Linked DNA regions of Ovis aries: region 1 is linked to region 2. Evidence: chromatin contacts called from public Hi-C data. All regions are on one chromosome and are shown on one strand. The core of a region is the stretch at or near the end of the contact, and the rest is flanking DNA. Distances in the headings are between cores, read along the strand shown. Region 1 has its middle 5.7 kb from the start of INCENP. Region 2 overlaps RAB3IL1 (RAB3A interacting protein like 1).

Region 1 (6,217 bases), core at 889-3,388, 180 kb before region 2:
GGCTTGGAGAATTTTGAGCATTACTTTGCTAGCATGTGACATGAATGCAATTGTGTGGTAGTTTGAGCATTCTTTGGCATTGCCTTTCTTGGGATTGGAATGAAAACTGACCTTCTCCAGTCCCATGGCCACGGCTGAGTTTTCCAAATTTGCTGGCATATTGAGTGCAGCATTTTCACAGCATCATCTTTCAGGATTTGAAATAGCTCAACTGGAATTTCATCACCTCCACTAGCTTTGTTTGTAGTCATGCTTCCTAAGGCCAACCTGACTTCACATTCCAGGATGTCTGGCTCTAGGTGAGTGATCACACCATCGTGATTATCTGGGTCGTGAAGATCTTTTTTGTACAGTTCTTCTGTGTATTCTTGCCACCTCTTCTTAATATCGTCTGCTTCTGTTAGGTCCACACCATTTCTGTCCTTTATCGAGCCCATCTTTGCATGAAATGTTCCCTTGATATCTCTAATTTTCTTGAAGAGATCTCTAGTCTTTCCCATTCTATTATTTTCCTCTATTTCTTTGCACTGATCACGAGGAAGGCTTTCTAATCTCTCTCCTTTCTATTCTTTGGAACTCTGCATTCAAAGGGTATATCTTTCCTTTTCTTCTTTGCTTTTCACTTCTCTTCTTTTCACAGCTATTTGTAAGGCCTCCTCAGACAGCCATTTTGCTTTTTTGCATTTCTTTTTCTTGGGGATGGTCTTGATTCCTGTCTCCTGTACAGGGAGTGTCACGAATCTCCATCCATAGTTCATCAGGCACTCTGTCTATCAGAGCTAGTCCCTTAAATCTATTTCTCACTTCCACTGTATAATCATAAGGGATTTGATTTAGATCATACCTGAATGGTCTAATGGTTTTCCCCACTTTCTTCAATTTAAGTCTGAATTTGGAAATAAGGAGTTTGCTTATTGCTTATTTTAGTTCTCTGATTCCTAGTTGTTGACGTTCACTCTTGCCATCTCCTCTTTGACCACTTCCAATTTGCCTTGATTCATGGACCTAACATTCCAGGTTCCTATGCAATATTGCTCTTTATTGCTCAGACCTTGCTTCTACCACCAGTCACATCCACAACTGGGTGTTGTTTTTGCTTTGGCTCCATCCCTTCATTCTTTCTGGAGTTATTTTCCATTGATCTCCAGTAGCATATTGGGCACCTACCAACCTAGGGAACTGAGCCGCTAGAGAAGCCCATTTTCTGGTGATGAATATGGTCAACTGAAATCATCTCAGATTATCAATATCTGGCATTACTTATCTGTGTGAAAAGACACTTTAAAAAGGAAGTGGGTAAAAATCTCACTGTAGATTTGCATTTACAGATGAACATCATATTTGAGTTTTAATGATTATTTTTGTTCAGCCATTCAGTCATGTCTAACCCTTTGTGACTCCGTGGACTGCAGCACTCCAGGCTTCCCTGTCCTTCACTATCTCCTGGCAGTCCCTCAAACTTAACTATGAGCCACAGTTAAAATATTATCCTCCACGTCCCAGCCTCAAACTACAATTCTGGTTTAATTAGTAGGGCTATTCCCTTAAAAATTTTAATCATTATTGCTTTATATTGAATTACATCAATTTTTAAAGCTGTAGAGAAGTTTTTCTTTCCTTACTAAAGTACCTATGTAATATAGGAGATTTTGCCTCGTAAGCCCACAAAGCCTAAACTATTTACTGTCAATCCTCTCTAGAAGTTTGCTGATCCCTATTTTAGAATCCTGGTGGCTCAGACAGTAAAGAATCCACCGGCAATTCACGAGACCTGGGTTCCACCCCTGGATTGGGAAGATCCCACGGAGAAGGGCATGGCAACCCACTCTAGTAATCTTGCCTGGAGAATCCCCATGGACAGAGGAGCCTGGCGGGCTACAGTCCATGAGCTCGCAAAGAGTTGGACACGGCAGTGACTAAGCACAACACAAGTTAGAACATTTCTCGAACTAAACATGGGTACCCCTTTAGTAGCCTGCAGCTCGGTTCAGTGGACATGCAACTGCACCTCTTGGCCAAGTATTAATACTCTGCCCACAGGCCAGCTGCCAAAGATTCCCTTGCTCCAGCTGCCCCTGGACAAGAGTTTAAGCCCAGCAGCACAGACTGCGCAGGCGTAACGGAGTCTGCCGCAGGCCCCTCTGCGCAGGCGCAGGTGATTAGAAGCCGCTGATTGGCTGCTCAGAGTGCTGCCCTGCCAAGCGCGGTTCTAGGCGTTTTACTTTCTAGACAGTTTGTGCCAGAGGATCTGGCGACCAGCGAAGGACGGGCTACCCAGGCTGGGGCTTCATGCTGCGGGTGGTGTATGGACCTGGGAGCAGATCGTGGCTTCTTGGACCCCTAAAATTATCCTGAGTGAGGATATCCCTTCATTCCTCTCTTCCAACAGTTTAATTGTGAAATAGAGGACACATCTAGAAAAAGGCACAAAACAGAGATATACAGCTTATTAGTTTGTCAAAATCAGTCCTTAAAAAGCACCTCCCAGGTTAAGAAATAGAGCTTCGCTAGCCTCCCGAAAGCCCACTTGCTCCCTTTCCCAAAGTAAAGCCTTAAAGAAAAAAAAAAAGTATGGTAATTATTAATTGCTCCTACAGTAGTCTGTCCTTATTCATGGTTTCATTTTACAAGATCTCAGTTATTCGGGGTCAGATGCAGTCTAAAAATATTACATGGAAAATTCCAGAAGTAAATAATTCATAAGTTTTAAATTGTTCTGTGTTCAGAGTGGGGTGTTGATATCTCATGCCACCTGCTGTATCCAGCTGCTGCCAAGATTCATCCCTTTCCAGTGTACCCCACCCATTTAGCTACTTACTGTCTTGGTGTATTGGATTGATTGTCCAGGCATCAAAGTGCTCAGTGTTCAAGTGGCCCTAATTTTACTTAATAATGCCCTCAAGGCACCAGAGTAGTGATGCTGGCGATTCAGATATGACAAAGAAAAGCCATGAAGTGCTTCCTTTAAGTGAAAATGTGAAAGTTCTTAATAAAAAACAAAATACACAGATTACTAAGATCTTTGGTAAGAATGACTCTTCTATCTGTGAAATTGTGAAGAAGGAAAAAGAAACTCATGCTAGTTTGCTGTCACACCTCGAACTGTAAATGTTTCAGCCTACAGTGCCTGAGAACTGCTTAGTTATGATGGAAAAGGCATTACATTTGTACAATAAGATATTTTGAGAGAGAAAGACCATATTCATATAGCTTTTATTACAATAGATTGCTGTAATGGTTCTACTATTATTGTTGTCAATCTGTTACTGTGCTTAATGTGTAGGAAAAAACCTGGTATATACTATGGTACTGTCTGAGATTTTAGACATCCACTGGTGGTGATCTTGGAAACTATCCCCCACAGATAAGGGGGACTACTGTATAGGTTTACCACCAAAGCACATGCATCTCTCAACATAATTTTTGTTTTTTAAAAAATAAAAATTTGTGTTAAAAAAATAAAGTGTTATACAGTTTGCTCTTGTGTCTGGCATCTTTTGCTCAATATTATGTGAGATTCATCCATGCTGTTATTTGTGGCTCTAGGTCATTCTTACTACTGCTATATAAAAGTATTAATACTACTTATGAATATTTTGCAATCTTAATTAATTCTGCTGATGGGGATATTTGGGATACGACTCTTTCCATATGTCTGTTATTATGAAAATGCTGAGGCATATAGCGAGTGTATGTATAACTTTATAAAATACAATTTTCCAGAGTGGTTGCACCATTTCACCCTTCCGCATGTAACTGATTCTAATTTCACTTGCTCCACATCTTCCCTACCTTGTAGAGGATCACACAAATGTCTGCCCATGCTCTGAAATTCCAGTCACTCCACCTGCTCCTGGATCTGATATCTGCTTCCTCAGCTACTTAATGTGCCAGCTGGCCGCACCCCAGGAAGACAGTGGTCCTGGGGCTCAACCCCAGGTGTGTCCCTTCTCTTCAAGACAACAGTCTGCCTCCTCCTGTGGTCTAATGCCTAAAAAGAGTTGCTCATATTTTTCACTCCAGCTTTACTGTTGTTTACCATAGGAGGGCTTATTCTATAATAGTTCCATCCCAGCTGGTAGCCAAAGTTCTCCACAATTGTGTTTTATTTGGGCGGCCTATATATTGACGTCTCAAAGAATCACTCTTTTTGTTGTTACCCTCTGATCATAATGGCTGAGAAACTCATTTATATGAACTAGGAAGTATGCAAAGGAAATTTAGTAAAAGAATGCTTCTTGATCCTCATGGAGTAAAGAATAAAGCTCACCAAACTAAATCCCTGAGTTATCTGTGTGGTCTCCCTCAAGCAGTGAATGAAATCACAATCAGTAGCTCATTTGTTGAGGATTGAGTTTGAGGAATCCTAGTTTTTGAGCAGCCAGTTTTAGGCTGAATGCAGTCAAGCGCATTTCTGTCTCTAATGTACAGCAAAAGCCACGCTGTAGTCCCATGTGCTGCTAATTAGCATGGGGATTTGGATGAATGGTTAATGGCAGCCAGCTACGACAGCCTGATGCATCCAGCTTATAACAGAGAGACTCTTGCCAGTGGAATCAGAAATACGTAAAATCTGCCATGTTCCCTGAGTACATACCTAAGAGATGTAAAAAGTTACTCTTATGGCACCCCACTCCAGCACTCTTGCCTGGAAAATCCCATGGATGGGGAGCCTGGTAGGCTGCAGTCCATGGGGTCGCGAACAGTCGGACACGACTGAGTGACTTCACTTTCACTTTTCACTTTCATGCATTGGAGAAGGAAATGGCAACCCACTCCAGTGTTCTTGCCTGGAGAATCCCTGGGATGGGGGAGCCTGGTGGGCTGCCGCCTATGGGGTCACACAGAGTCGGACACAACTGAAGTGGCTTAGCAACAGCAGTTTAGTTCAGTTCAGTTCAGTCGCTCAGTCGTGTCCGACTGTTTGTGACCCCATGAATCGCAGCACGCCAGGCCTCCCTATTCATCACCATCTCCCGGAGTTCACTCAGATTCATGTCCATCGAATCCGTGATGCCATCCAGCCATCTCATCCTCTGTTGTCCCCTTCTCCTACTGCCCCCAATCCCTCCCGGCATCAGAGTCTTTTCCAATGAGTCAACTCTTCATGTGAGGTGGCCAAAGTACTGGAGTTTCAGCTTTAGCATCATTCCTCCAAAGAAATCCCAGGGTTGATCTCATTCACAATGGACTGGTTGGATCTCCTTGCAGTCCAAGGGACTCTCAAGAGTCTTCTCCAACACCGCAGCTCAAAAGCATCAATTCTTCGGCGCTTAGCCTTCTTCACAGTCCAACTCTCACATCCATACATGACTACTGGAAAACCATAGCCTTGACTAGACGGACCTTAGTCGGCAAAGTAATGTCCCTGCTTTTGAATATGCTAGCTAGGTTGGTCATAACTTTTCTTCCAAGGAGTAAGCGTCTTTTAATTTCATGGCTGCAGTCACCATCTGCGGTGATTTTGGAGCCCCCAAAAATGGTCTGACACTGTTTCCACTGTTTCCCCGTCTAATTCCCATGAAGTGATGGGACCAGATGCCATGATCTTCGTTTTCTGAATGTTGAGCTTTAAGCCAACTTTTTCACTCTCCTCTTTCACTTTCATCAAGAGGCTTTTAGGTCCTCTTCACTTTCTGCCATAAGGGTGGTGTCTTCTGCATATCTGAGGTTATTGTTCTCCCGGCAATCTTGATTCCAGCTTGTGCTTCATCCAGCCCAGCGTGTCTCATGATGTACTCTGCATAGCAGTTAAATAAGCAGGGTGACAATATACAGCCTTGACGTACACCTTTTCCTATTTGGAACCAGTCTGTTGTTCCATATCCAGTTCTAACTGTTGCTTCCTGACCTGCATACAGATTTCTCAAGAGGCAGGTTAGGTGGTCTGGTATTCCCATCTCTTTCAGAATTTTCCACAGTTTATTGTGATCCACACCGTCAAAGGCTTTGGCATAGTCAATAAAGCAGAAATAGATGTTTTTTCCATGATCCAGCAGATGTTGGCAATTTGATCTCTGGTTCCTCTGCCTTTTCTAAAACCAGCTTGAACATCAGCAGTACCAGCAGTTAAATAGAGTTGGGAGACCAGCAGGGGGAGCTCTCACACCCTGCAAGAACAGCAGAGCCCACCAGAAAGAAAAGACTCCACCCAGGCAAGAATACTGGAGCATCCGTTCCCATTTCCTTCTCTAGGGGAAATTTCTAGACCCAGGGA
Region 2 (6,395 bases), core at 3,521-6,020:
AAGGAGCCTATTTAACTAACCTCCCTTTACTTGGGATTCTCCATAACGGTTTCCTGGGCAGTAGGGAATGGTAGGGGGCTAGATGTGGGTTTGGGCAGTAGCCCTTGGCTGTCACATGGAGAAGAAGGGCAGAGATGAGGCAGAGAGCTGTTGGAATGAGTGAAGGCATCCAGGCCAAAGGTCCTACTGGCAGGACCTAGGACTTGGTGACCTAAGTGGAAGAGAGAGAAGACTCCTGCTTAGTTGGAGGAAGGGGAGACTGGGTCTCAGGGTTCCAAGAAAGAGGGGGGTGCGCATTTTTAGGGGCTGCAGAGGATGGAGCTTTGGTATACCTGGCCTGCAGTTGACTAACCCCTCCTGTCCAACAGGGGTGAGGTGAGGGGGTCAGAGATGGGGTCCAGCTTGGCTTAAAAGTCTCATCCAGGGACTTCTGGGATTGCCCCCCTCCTTGTCTGGGCTCCAGCCTCCTCGGGAAGCTGGGGCTTGGGGAGAGGATGCCAGCCTCCACTCTGACGTGTCTGCCCGCCCTCTCCTTGTGCCTTCTCTGGCTGCTGCTGCTTCCCTGTGTGGTCTGGGTGGGCGAGCCCCAGCCATCCCCACGGCCCCCTCTGCTTCTTCACAGAACATGTGCCCTGAGTGGGCTGGCCTGCGCCTGTCGTCACCGAATCCGGCTTGGGGACTCTGAGAGCCACTACTACATCTCACCATCCTCCCGGGCCAGGGTGAGTCATCCAGTGGGAGAGTGACCTGGTTCCTTAGGGGCTCCCTGAGCTGGGCCTCTGAACCCCAGGCTGCACAACCTACAATCTACAGATCAGGGCACAGGCTCAGAGAGGTGCGGAGACTGACGGGCCACACAGCCAAGCCAGGTGTATTTGTTTGCTGCTGCTGTGTAACAAGTTACCATAAACTTAGTGGAGTATCTGTTTATTATCTCACAGACTCCCTGGGTCAGGAGTCCAGGCACAGCTTAGGGTCTCTGCTCAGGGTCTCACGGGTTGTAGGCAGTGTGTCAGCAGCTGCGTCCTTTCTAGAGATCCTGGCTTTCTTCTGAGTTCGTATGCTGTTGGCAAAAGTCAGTTCCTTGTGGTTGAAGGACTAAGGTAGCCATTTTCTTGCTTCTTGAAAAGTAATCATGGGCGTGATACCCATCACCTCTGTCATTCAATGTAACCTAATTAAGGGAGTGTGATTAGTATGATTAATCACTCTAGTGACACTAGAGTTTAGGTGAAAGTTCCATGCTCCTGACCCCTGGCTCTAGCCCCCGGCTTTGGAGAAAGAAGGTTCTGAGGCTTGTCTGACAGTCAGCCATGGGCACCGACAGGCCTCCAGGAATCCCAGCTTCTGCCCTCACCTGCCGGGTGACCCAGGATGAGGTCACTGAGCTGGGATGAGGGTGGGATTGGTGGACCCCAGATAGTGAGGAAGACTGGGAAGAACAAAAGTGTGGGAAACTCTGAAGGTTGGTGTAAAGGTGACACAGTGTGGAAGGCCCTCTTGGAGGAGCCATCTCCTTCCCTTGACCTTCTAGAGGTGCCTCCTGGGACTAAAGTAGGCTGTTTGCCATCATCGGGCAGTGGGCCACTCAGCCTAGACCTCAGATCGCCCCATCCTGGATCCGGTCTCTTTCTGCTGCAGCCTTCACCCTCTGCATCTGTGTCCAGAGTCTTGTTCAGTGGCCGTGGGCTCCCTCTGTGCTTTTTTGGCCACACCCCGTGGCTTGCAGGATCTTAGTTCCCCAACCAGGGATGGAACCCAGGCCCCCTGCAGTGGAAGCACTGTCTTAACCACTGGACCATCGGGGAAATCCCCTCTTTGTTCTTTCTGATCCCAAACCAGGAGATCCATACCAGATGCTCCCAGGCCTACAAAATTACGTCTAGAATATCGGTTCTCCCAGGCCTGTGTGTCTGCTGTGTTGGCCAGAGCTGGAGTGGGAAAGGAGAAGGGTGTGAAGTTTTAGGATGTGGTCCCCACCCTGAGGAGACCAAGGAGTGTGGAATCCATAGGAAGAAGAGAGTTCTGTCTCCAAATCACGGCCCTGGGGAGAGAGGACCACTGCTCTCCTCCCCTCCCTACTCAGGGGTCCACTGGTGGGGCCCACTGGTCACTAGGGAACTCCATGGCCTGGGATTCAAGCTCCTGTGGCCCGCCCCACCCCATCCTGTGCAGCCCTCCCAGGCAGCGCCTTGGCCACCCTGGGTTAAATCCCCTGACCTGGCCTCTCTCCCACCTCCCTGCCTTTGCCAGGGCCACCAACCCAGAGCACCGACTCTGTCCTCTTGGCAAGGGCTCTTGTGTGTCTGAGGGTCCAGCAGGAGCATCACCCCTCCCACAACTTTCTCCACTCCCCAGGTGGTGGGCCCCCCTCACCCCGACTTGATGTCCCTCCCACAAAGCACTGGATATTCAGTAGAGGCAGTTGTGAGCACAACTGCCAGCTGTCTTCCACCCTGTCTTCGGTTGGGTTCCCTAGAAGCAGAGCCCAAGATGGAGAGTGGGTGCAATTCTCAGGAGGTGAGGGAGGGAGGCAGAAGCGGGGACAGGCAAAGGTGAGGCCTCCGCTGGAGTCTGCCTTCATCGCTCTGCAGCCCAGAGTGGGTTCTACTCTGAGGCAAGGCCGTGGCCTTTTATATTCCACACACCAGTCATTGGCCCAGCTTTGTGAGGGTACTGGGGTGCAGGGGGGTATTAGCCAAAACTCTCAGCTGTGGGGAGGTGGAACCCCAGCCTGGGGGAGGGGGCCTGGGCAAGGCACCAACAGCACCCTCTCCAGGGTTTGAGTCTTTGTGACCAGGATCAGATCTGAGCCAGTCCAGGGTCCCCAGTGCCCCGCAGAGGGCCTGGCATGGAGCAGCCTTAGGCAAAGCTGGGGGTCTCAGGCCGGGATCCAGGGCAGCCAGGTGGGCAGCTTCTGATTCCTCATCTTTCCTGGCATCACGCATGGCACCTCCTAAGGACTAGATGCCCCGGGGCCTCCAGCATCCAGACCTAGCAAGCCCCTCAAGGGAGCCTGGATTCTTGGCAGCCTGCCGGGTTTCATCTTCCAGCTCAGCTGCTTCTTAGCTCCGTGGCCTCCGCAGTTGTTGTCGGGTCGTTCTCGCAGCCTCCACTCCCCCGATGTGTGGAATGGGAATGGTAGGCACGTCGGCCTCTTCGGATCCGCGCACTCGATTACACTATAGTTGCCGGCATCGTTTTTTATTAGGAGGAATAGTATTGCTCCTGTTAACTGTAACGTTAGAGCCCAGCGGTAATCTGACTCTGCCAGGACGTGGGACTTCCTAGTGTGGTCTCCGATCTCTCCTGGCTTTCGTGGCGGGCACCGAGAGGTTCACACCCTGTGCGTTCTGCCCATAGATCACGGCCGTGTGCAACTTCTTCACCTACATCCGCTACATCCAGCAAGGCCTGGTGCGGCAGGACGGTGAGCGCCCCCTAGTGGCCGATCGGGGTGGCGCCCGGGAGCGGCGGCGCGGGGCGGGGCGGGTCAGCCGTGGCCGGGGCCAACCCCAGCACTTTGCTGCCCTCCTCGGAGGGAGGAGTCAGCGAGAGGGGAAGGTTGTGAATTAGCAAAGGGCTCCTCGGAGCGTCTGTTGCTACGCCCTATGGAGAGAGGAAGAGCGGAAGGAGCTTCCTGGGAGTTGCCTCACCAGGAAAACCAGTCGGAGGCCCCTGCATACCTGGATCCCGCTGCTTTGTCCTTTGCAGAAACCTCTCCCAACCCCCGGGGCCTGAACGAACACCATCCCTGTTACTGGCCTGGCTTCCGAGACCCTACACGGTGGGGCCTCCCCTGTGAATCAGCTCCCCGCCGCGTGGCCTCCAAGTGGCGGCTGAACACAGGCTCGCCCCACCTCCCTCTATAGTCCCTCCCCCACCCTTGTCCGACAAGTCCCCTGCCCACCCGTTGTGTCCCCTGCCCCCATTCTGCCAGGCCAGGGGATAGGCCCTGCTCAGGGTGGCTGGAGAGCATTTGCAGCCTGTCTGAGTGTGTGACAGTGTGTGCGTGCATGTCCGTGTCAGGCTATGAAAGTGACCGTTGTCACCTTCAAGCCTCCCAGGTGTTCAGCACTCAACAGTTTGCAGGACCTCAGAGAAGAGCCTCTAAGAGGTCCGACCACTCACAGAGGTCATCTGTCCGGAAGGACTGGGGAGTCCTAGGGGTGCCTGCCAGCTGCTATACCCAAAACCATGGGGAAGGGCCAGGCCATCTGCCTGAGGTGACCCTGGGGGTCACTGAGCTGTTCACCTTCTCTCTTTACCTACAGCGGAGCCCATGTTCTGGGAGATCACGAGGCTGCGGAAGGAGATGTCACTGGCCAAGCTCGGCTTCTTCCCCCACGAGGCCTAGGGCATGGCCCAGGCCGGGAGGGCGGCTCTGAGCTGGAGATAACACCCGCCCCAAGATAGACTGACAGATGGGGTCCTGGAGCCAGCCCTGAGCCAGGAGCTGAATGGAGGAACAAATGGCCAGGCCTCGGAGGCAGCACTGAGCCGGCACCAAATGTCCAGCCCTGGACAGGACCTCAGGAGGTGACCTCCTCTCCTCCTCAGTAGTACTACAGCCACCAGGAGACTTTCAAGAAAGCACCAAAGACCAAGGAGCTGGGAGCCGTTACAAAGGGGCTCAGCCCTTGGCAGGGGACCCCTGCGGCAGCCAGCACCCCCTTGCTATCCCAGGAGCTGTTGCCTGCTGGTGCCTCGCTGGTCCCATCTCCAGGGTCTCTTCCTCACCCTTCCAGTTCGCAAGCCCTGGGCACCAGCACCCCCTAGTGGCCATGCTTCACCCCATTCCCAGATGGCCTCCCCACCGAAGGCCTAGTGGACCTGCCATCCCAGGTGCCCACAGGGCAGCAGAGTTAGGAGGGGCGGGCAGGGCTTCCCCGGCTGTCTTCCACTCCATCCTGTATCTGCCTGAGATGGATCGGGGCCCTCGTCCCCCTCCCTCCCTGCCGGCCGAGCCCTGTGCTGCAGGGAGCCCTGCCTCCACCCCTGCTGGGAGGATGGGGGCACTGTCTTCCCAGAGTCAAACACAAATGGGCCACAGGACACCCAGGCCTGTTTTCAGCTGTGCCTGGCCATTCAGACAACAGGGGCTGAGATCGCCCAGCCCTGCACGCAAGCCTGGGGTGGGGCGGGCAGGACCCGGGCCCCTCCTCACCCCACACGGTGCCGGGGAGCCAACCTGGACACATCCCTCACCATGTCCGATTTCCTCCTCTGAATGGAATGTAGCACGATCTATTTAATAAAGGATGGCTTTGTTGGTAGAGGCTGGGCAGCCACGCGCCTTCACTCCTGCGCCCTGGGGCTTGGGCCAAGCCTTGGGCATCTGAAGGAATGAAACAAAATCCTTTCCTTGCCCGCCCTCGTGCTTGGGATTAAACCCAAATCCTGAAGGGATTGCTGCAGGCAGCATCCCCGAAGTCCTCCCCAGTGTTCCGTGGGCCCGTGGGTTATTGGGGGTGGGGAAGGTGAGCCCAGCTCCCCCTCCCTGTGAGGAGGGGTCTGCTGTCAGGAGAACAGGGGAATCTGTCCTGGCCTCCCTAGGAATCCTGGGCAGATCCCTTCGAGGTCCCTCTGCCCGGTGTCACGTGGAAGCCTGGAACTCAGAGTCAAGGCATCAAGGCCTTCCTGGAGCACACAGGACGGAGGCAGGATTGATTGGTGATGTCTGCCAGCAGCACAGCAGGGGCTGTGGTCACTCTGGTTTTCCCCGCCCTGGTTAAAGGACAGTAGTAGTCGGAAGAAAGTAGGGGTGGCCTGGGCCTCTGAGGCTCCAAGTGGTCCTTGAGAGGTGTCTTGGGGTGCCTGGTCCCCTCCCTACTGGTAGGGATACGGGCCAAGGCCAGTGGGTGTCCTTCCTTGGCGGGGGGCATGGCAGCTTCTGGGTCAGTATTTACTGAGGCTGGTGATCCCTCGAGGGGACTTCTCTGAGACCTTGGGGCCACTCAGCTGGTAGGTCAAGGCTCCCCACTTTATCACTCATTTCAGCCAGTAGCCTTTTCCCTCTTGCTCTCCTGCCTCCCAGATTCTCCCTCCGCCGCAGACCCTCCTCTCCATTCCACTTGTGATTTAAATACCTTCTGTCTCCCAGCCCCTCTGGGATGTTCACCAGCTAGGCCTCCTGTCATAGACGGTCATTTATTCACTCAACAAACACTGGGCAACTCATACGCAGACACAGTTCCTGGTGCTGGGGGTACCTTGTTGGAGCTGAGACTCTCATGGGGAGGCTGGTAATGAAAATAACGCATGGAGAACATCCAACATGGCAGATGGAGGAAGTGAAGCGAGGAGGGCGATGGAGGGTGTCAGGGAAGGAGACATTACATGGAGTCTCCTATGTCCTCTCCTGCCTTCAGTCTCTGTGTCCTGGGTCAGTCCTG

Evidence for each region. A called contact is a pair of places that touch in the nucleus more often than the background predicts.
Region 1: a Hi-C map of hypothalamus shows a contact between it and region 2, with 4 times the contacts expected there. The contact joins two enhancer-like sites. A contact is called at or near these places in 3 of 16 Hi-C or Micro-C datasets (hypothalamus and tail adipose tissue).

What each region holds. Positions count from the first base shown.
Region 1 is chr21:37,149,397-37,155,613 of ARS-UI_Ramb_v3.0, reverse strand. No RefSeq gene overlaps it. Among named protein-coding and RNA genes, the nearest start is that of INCENP, 5.7 kb to the left of the region's middle. Within about 2 kb of position 2,138, at least 8 of the 54 cell types and tissues checked have an H3K27ac peak or open chromatin away from gene starts, as enhancers often do. A contact at or near this core is called in hypothalamus, where this site is marked.
Region 2 is chr21:36,975,301-36,981,695 of ARS-UI_Ramb_v3.0, reverse strand. RAB3IL1 (RAB3A interacting protein like 1) reads left to right here. Exons shown (of 11, transcript XM_060404304.1): 9 at 623-722; 10 at 3,364-3,430; 11 at 4,275-5,276. The coding sequence ends at 4,357. It overlaps LOC132658371 (a long non-coding RNA gene), which reads right to left. Exons shown (of 2, transcript XR_009597943.1): 2 at 4,981-6,395. Among named protein-coding and RNA genes, the nearest start is that of FADS3, 11 kb to the right of the region's middle. Within about 2 kb of position 4,770, at least 11 of the 54 cell types and tissues checked have an H3K27ac peak or open chromatin away from gene starts, as enhancers often do. A contact at or near this core is called in hypothalamus, where this site is marked.